Regions from separate parts of the Macaca mulatta genome. Here region 2 is linked to region 1. Evidence: chromatin contacts called from public Micro-C data. All regions are on one chromosome and are shown on one strand. Each heading gives the region's core, a stretch centred on a gene start, on an enhancer-like site or on the middle of the called end of the contact. The rest is flanking DNA. Distances are from core to core; before and after follow the strand shown. Region 1 holds the start of C13H2orf50 (chromosome 13 C2orf50 homolog). Region 2 has its middle 9.2 kb from the start of PDIA6.

What was found. Hi-C and Micro-C count contacts between places; a contact is called where the count stands out from the background.
Region 2: a contact with region 1 is called in a Micro-C map of CD4 T cells, with 17 times the contacts expected there. The contact joins the enhancer-like site here to the promoter of C13H2orf50 in region 1. A contact is called at or near these places in 7 of 14 Hi-C or Micro-C datasets (CD4 T cells, blood, fetal cortex germinal zone and 4 more).

What each region holds. Positions count from the first base shown.
Region 1 is chr13:113,700,403-113,703,503 of T2T-MMU8v2.0, reverse strand. It overlaps C13H2orf50 (chromosome 13 C2orf50 homolog), which reads left to right and starts at 1,419. Exons shown (of 4, transcript XM_077960138.1): 1 at 1,419-3,101.
Region 2 is chr13:113,991,672-113,995,023 of T2T-MMU8v2.0, reverse strand. No RefSeq gene overlaps it. Among named protein-coding and RNA genes, the nearest start is that of PDIA6, 9.2 kb to the left of the region's middle. Within about 2 kb of position 1,288, at least 2 of the 40 cell types and tissues checked have an H3K27ac peak or open chromatin away from gene starts, as enhancers often do.

The DNA.
Region 1 (3,101 bases), core at 170-2,669:
CTGAGGTCACAGCCGACAGCTGGCATCAACCTCCAGCCTTGACAGTGAATGAACCTTCGGATGGCCCAGTCCCGTCTCATTATTTTATACCGACATGATTTACCCTCAAAAGAAAAATGAAAGAAATACAAATTATAGCAATGTCATCTTTAGCAAGGACTGCTTGCAAGGTTGGCCCTTGGTTGGTATCTGGGAAATTGACTTGGGGAGTGTTCCCACCCTTCCCGGATAAGAACAGCTCACTGCCCCTAAACCGTGTAAACACTGTGGTTTATGTCTTCGTACTGGGAGTCCAGAATTTCGGTACATGCTAGGCAGAGGGTGCCTTTGTGACTAGCCTGCAGTAAAATCCTCGGTGCCAAATCTCTAGTGAGTGTCCCTGACAGATGACATTCCACATGTGTTGTCCCAACACACTGCTGGGGGAAGTGAGTGCGTCCAGCGTGTGACAGGGTCTTGGACCCTCACACTCCCTTTCCTCTGGACTTGACCCACGTGCCTTTTTCCTTTGCTGATTTTGCTTCATGTCCTGTTGTCGTAATACATCATAGCCTTGAGTATCACTGTATGCTGAGTCCTGCGAGTTTTCCTAGCCAATCGTCAAACCCAGGGTGGTCTCAGAGACCCCAACACGCCATGGCAACAAGACTACACGGAAGCCGGCGCTTCCTGTATGTGTACACATTGCTGGTGGTACCTGCATGGACACCATGAGAGCAACACAGCCTGTCTGTTGAAAGCCACTCAACGTCCACTTCCTCTGACTCAGTAATCCCATCGGGGAATGTGTCCTGTGGCAACAATTCCACAGCAGGAAGCAGAGGCTTGAAGACCCTTATCACAGCTGGTGCTAAACCTGAACAAAATCTAAATGTCCAAGAAGAGAAAAATTTAGTTAAACACATTATGGTGCATCAACTCTAAGAAACTGGCTACAATGAGATGTGTAAAGCTTATAAAGCACCTGTGGTCCCAGCTACTTGGGAGGCTGAGATGGATCCCCTGAGCCCAGGGAGATGGAGGCTGCAATGAGCTATGACCATGTCTGGGTGACAAAGTTAAGACCCTGTCTCAAAAAAGAAAAAAAAATTGTAAAGAGAAACATGAAAAGATGTTGCTGATACATTAAAAACAATTTTTTTGGCCAGGCATGATGACTCACGCCTGTAATCCCAGCACTTTGGGAGGCCAAGTTGGGCAGATCACTTGAGTCAAGAGTTCAAGACAAGCCTGGCCAACATGGCGAAACCCCGTCTCTACTAAAAATGCAAAAATTAGTCGAACATGGTGGCGCACGTCTATAATCCCAGCTACTCAGGAGGCTGAGACGGGAGAATCACTTGATCCCAGGAGGTGGAGGTTGTAGTGAACAGAGATCGTGTCCCACTGCACTCCAGCCTGGGTGATAGAACGAGACTCTGCCTCTAAATAAATAAATAAATAAACAAACAAACAAACAAACAATTTTAAGCTGAGTACAAAATGGTGGGCACATTGACAGCAACTGTAGAACCAACAGTTAGACCCAAAGCGGCTACTTATAAGTGAAAACGGTTGGGGCTACAAGAGGAAGGCCGGAGCAGATTTTTCCATAGATAAATTGGGCCTTCCTTTAATGTTGCTGTTCTGATGAACCGGGAGCTTTCTGGGGACTTGGCGGGAGCAGCTGACAAGGCAAGAATTGTGGCGCTGGATGCTTCCTCTGCGGTCACCGCCTGGTATGACGCCTCCAAGGTGTGTGCGCGCGGGAAGGAGAGAGAGGGTAGTAAAGCCAACTTTTCATCCAAAAAGCAGAGGCTTCGGGGACAAAAGGGACAGAAAATATCCCCTGCAAATTAAAAAATGCAGACACGCATTTCCCCTGCCTTCACCTCCCACGGATCCGCCCCTTCAGCTCTCTCCCGCGGGCTCCCAAGCTCCGGGGCCCCTGGGCTCTGCGCCCGCGGAGCTGGACGGAGCTCGGGACCCTCCCTCGCTCCCCGACCCGGGAAGGGGCGGGGCCGACAGGAAGTAGGCGGGGCTGGTTCGCAGGGCGGAGCCTCGTCGCGCTCTGTGAATCGCAGGTGTCCTTGCTCCCGGGCTGGTGGGGCCACCCTGTGGCTGCCTGGGCTGGAACGTTCTCCTCGCCCAGCTGAAGGCCCTGAACTTGCTAAGCCTTTTAGGGTTGAGGAAAACCCATTCAAAGACAACTCCAGCAACCTCCCAAAGGCAGGGATTCTTGTGCTCCCCTGGTAAGTCTCATGTAAAGTTAGACCACAAAATGTGGGCTGTGCCCTGAGCCCTCGCTCAAGGGCACAGAGCAAGTCACTGGCAGAGCAGGGACTGGAACCCGGTGTCCTGATCCCCAGGTGAGGCCAGCCTTAGAGCTGCGGGAGGGGCAGGGCGGCGTGGGTCCTCCCAGGCTGGGGCTCACTGAGGCGCACCCAGAGTGAATTTGGATGTTTTTCCAGGGATAAGGACATGTGAAAAGAGACTGGCAGTGACTGACCTGGACTGGCAGGTGAGGTGTTTTTTTCCCCTCAACATTTTATTTTGAAGTTTTTCAGACACCCAGCATATGCCCACCCATATGCCCACCACCTAGATTCTACAGTTACGTTGTATTGTATTTGTTTTGTCACCCATCAGTCCAGCCCTCTATCAACTCTCGGTCTGAAATGGTTTTTAAATTATATTTTAATTTTTAAGAACCAATCTCCAGCCGGGCGCCATGGCTCACACCTGTGATCCCAGCGCTTTGGGAAGCCAAGGTGGGTGGATCACCTGAGGTCAGGAGTTCGAGACCAGCCTGGCCAACATGGTGAAACCCTGTCTCTACTAGAAATACGAAAGAAATTAGCTGGGTGTGGCAGTGCACACCTGTTTTCCCAGCTACTCGGGAAGCTGAGGCAGGAGAATCGCTTGAACCTGGGAGGCAGAGATTGCAGTGAGCCAAGATCACACCACTGCACTCCAGCCCCGGTAACAGAGTGAGACTCCGTCTAAAAAAAAAACTCAGTGGAGATATTTAGCCTCTACATACATCAGGAACTCGATCAGTCGTGATGGTTTGTCGCAGATGCCCTTGCTGGCCTTTTTTGTCCTGGTCCCTGTGTCTAGAG
Region 2 (3,352 bases), core at 39-2,538, 290 kb before region 1:
GAACTGTGGTTAAATGTGGGGTGTTTTATAGATGAGTTGGGGGGGAGGCGGTGTCTGATCTACAAAGGGCATGAAAAATTGATTAGGACCAGGTGTGCCATTTGTATAGGGTGTACATTTCTGGCAACTCCCACCCCAGTATTTTATTATGTAGGTGGGTTTTCAGTCTGAGTTGTGTCATGTTGCCCATTTATTTTTTACTGTACACGTGTTAACAAAGAAGGGGAAGATGGAACTTCCATGGTGGACACGTCCGGCCCCCAGGTAGTCTCTTTTCTATCGATGTCGTTGGCATTTCCCTGTGTAAGTTTCTAGTTTTTCTAGTTTTCTTTGTTTATCTGTGTCTGTGGTTTGATTTTTCAGGCTATTCTTGGTTAGGAAAAAAATAATTTCTTGAGCTGTTTTTTGTTAGAAGGGAAGTTCTGTCGAGGACTCTTTTGCCCTCACTATCTGTCTAAATAATTTCTTTCTACCTCCTGTATCAGTGGCACCAGCTGGGGTAGCACGAAGCCAGGGAGCTGGGCCGGCTCACTCACATGGCTGGAAGTCAGAGCTGATGTTGGCTGGGACCTCCACTGGGGCTGGTGGTCGGCACACCCGCACAAGCTTCTCCTGGAGGTCTCTTCTCTTGGATACTGGGGGTGTCTTCTCTCCTCTGTAAGCTGTGCTCTGAGAGTGAGCATCCTAAGAGTCAGGAAGAGGAAGCTGCCACTTCAAGACCTGGGTTTGGAAACTGACCCTGGTTAAGCAGGTCGCTGGGCCCAGGATGAAGGGGAGGGGGAGTGGATTCTACCTCCCAGTGAGAAGATAGCGACAGAATTTTCAGGTTGTGTTTTAAAACAGCCTTCAGAGCTTTGGAATGCCCTCGTCTCACTTTTCTGTTGTTGAAATATTGCCCATCCTTTATGACCCAGCTGAAATCTACATCCCTCCTTCCTCCTCTCTTACCTCTCAGTTGAAATTAATCATGGCCTCATCAGCTCTTCCAAAGCTCACCCTCATCTGTTGCTTTCAGTCTCTACTGTTGCGCGGTAAGCCGGTGGAGGGCAAGATTCAGTTAATCAGTTTTACCTGTTTGTAGGGACTGACAGCGTGCCCCTGACACAGGCAACAGGCACCCAGCATATGAGCGTTAAAAAATGAATAATCACTGTGAAGCCAAGGGGTAGAGGCAGGAGAAAGAGGGGTTAGGGGACAGCAGTCCCCCATTTCCCCAGGAGGCCTCTGGCTGTGTGGTTGGGTGTTACCTTCTATTCAGCAGTATCTGAATTGATGCTGAGCAAACATCTAGAAAGAGGAAGCATTGTTGGAGAACTTGCAATTCAGCACTTCTCTCTCTACAGGGTTCTAAGTGTTTCTGTGAATTTAAAGATTCTATCCAAGGGCAATAATAAATATATATATATTTTTTGAGACAGGGTCTCATTCTGTCATCCAGACTGGAGTGCAGTGACACAGTTATGGCTTGCTGCAGCTGTGACCTCCTAGGCTCATGTGATCCCCCTGCCTCAGTCTTGCAAGAAACTGTGACCACAGGCACATGCCTCTATGGCCGGGTAATGTTTTATTTTTTTATAGAGACAGGACCTCACTATGTTTCCCAGGCTGGTCTTGAACTCCTGGGCTCGAGCGATCCTCCCACCTCAGCCTCTCAAAGTTCTGGGATTACAGGCTTAAGCCACCACACCCAGCCTTAAATCAATGATTTAAAAAAATTTTTTATTTACATTTTTTTGAGACAGAGTTTGTTGCCCAGGCTGGAGTGCAGTGGCATGATCACAGCTTACTATAGCCTCAACCTCCTGGACTCAAGTGATCCTCACACCTCAGCCTCCCAAGTAGCTGGGACTACAAGCATGTACCTCCATGCCCGACTAATTTTTGTATTTTTTGTAGAGATGGGGTTTCACCATGTTGCCCAGGCTTGTCTTGAACTCTTGGTCTCAAGTGATCAGCCTACCTCGGCCTCCTAGAGTGTTGAGATTACAGGCGCGAGCCACTGTACCCGGCCATAAATGATTTTTAATGTAGCACAGCAAAGGGGGTTAAGTGGGCACATGCTCCTTTCTGGGACTCATTGATATGGAGGCACTTAGTAGAGTGATAATATCTCCACCCTCTGTGCCATCTAACAAGTCAAATAGGTAGCTTGGGATCGATGCAGTAGCATTTGGATATATGCTCTGGCCTGGCTTTACTAAACAATTTGCAAGGCTTCTAGGCAAAGCTAAAACCAAAACATATGGTGGCCACTCCAAACGTGAGGTCTGAGCCTTTGTTATGGATGTGGCCTCTCTAGCAAGTCTGGGGAGACAAGCTGTGAGCATAGCTTCCCGCGGACAAGACAAGGCCTCCCCTTTGTGAACCTCCCACGATGCCTGGTCTCTAGCTGCATCTTTGATATAGGCCATGGACAGTTTTTCTGTGCTGTATCCCCATGGCTTGTCTGGGGCCAATCTTAGAGTACCCCAGGGTCTTGGGGTGGTTTGTATTAATCCACTCTGGGACTAGATAGTGGTGGATCATTTGCTATGACTCCTTTCTTCAGATGTAGAGGTGGCCTGCACAAATCACCTTGCTCATTTTTTCTTGTGTTTCAGAGGTTAGAGCTTGGCTGCCAAAGAATCCAAGGGACAAATCCCAAGGGTGCAGTCTCATTGTCAGCAGCCAAGTTCTCCTGCCACAGAATGATTCTCTCTCTTCCCCATCCACACTGACATTTGCTGCTTGGGATACAGCAGCTGCTTCCCAATTCTTTGTTAGGCCTCTAGCCTCTCACTGCTGCTAATTCATGGACTTCCAGGAGGTTACTTCTAAAATTTCTTCCAATCCTTGCTTTGGCTCATACGAACTTCAGAATAAAGTGGGAGAGGGTTAGGAAGAAGGAAATAAATCTGTTCAGTGCCTAGGTGCCCAAGAAAAATGAAAACACATGTCCACACAAAACACATACAGGAATGTTTTAGCAACATTATTCATCATAATCAAAAGGCTGAAATAACTCAAATGTTCATCACCTGACAAATGGATAAACGAAATGATGTGTCATGTCTATACAACGGAAATATTATTCAGCCATTAAAAGGAAGGAAGCACAGTGGCATACCATGATATGGATTGACCTTGATGACATTATGCTAAGTGGAAGAAGCCGGACACAAAATAACCACGATTACTTTCATATTCAAGTTCGGAACTAGGAAGTCTATAGAGACAGAAAGTAGGTTTGTGGCTGTCTAGGGCTGGGAGTTGGGAGGGGACAGTTGCATATATCTATGAATTTACTAAAAACCATTGAATAATTTTTTTTTTTTTTTTGATGGAGTCTTGCTCTTGTTGCCTAGGCTGGAAT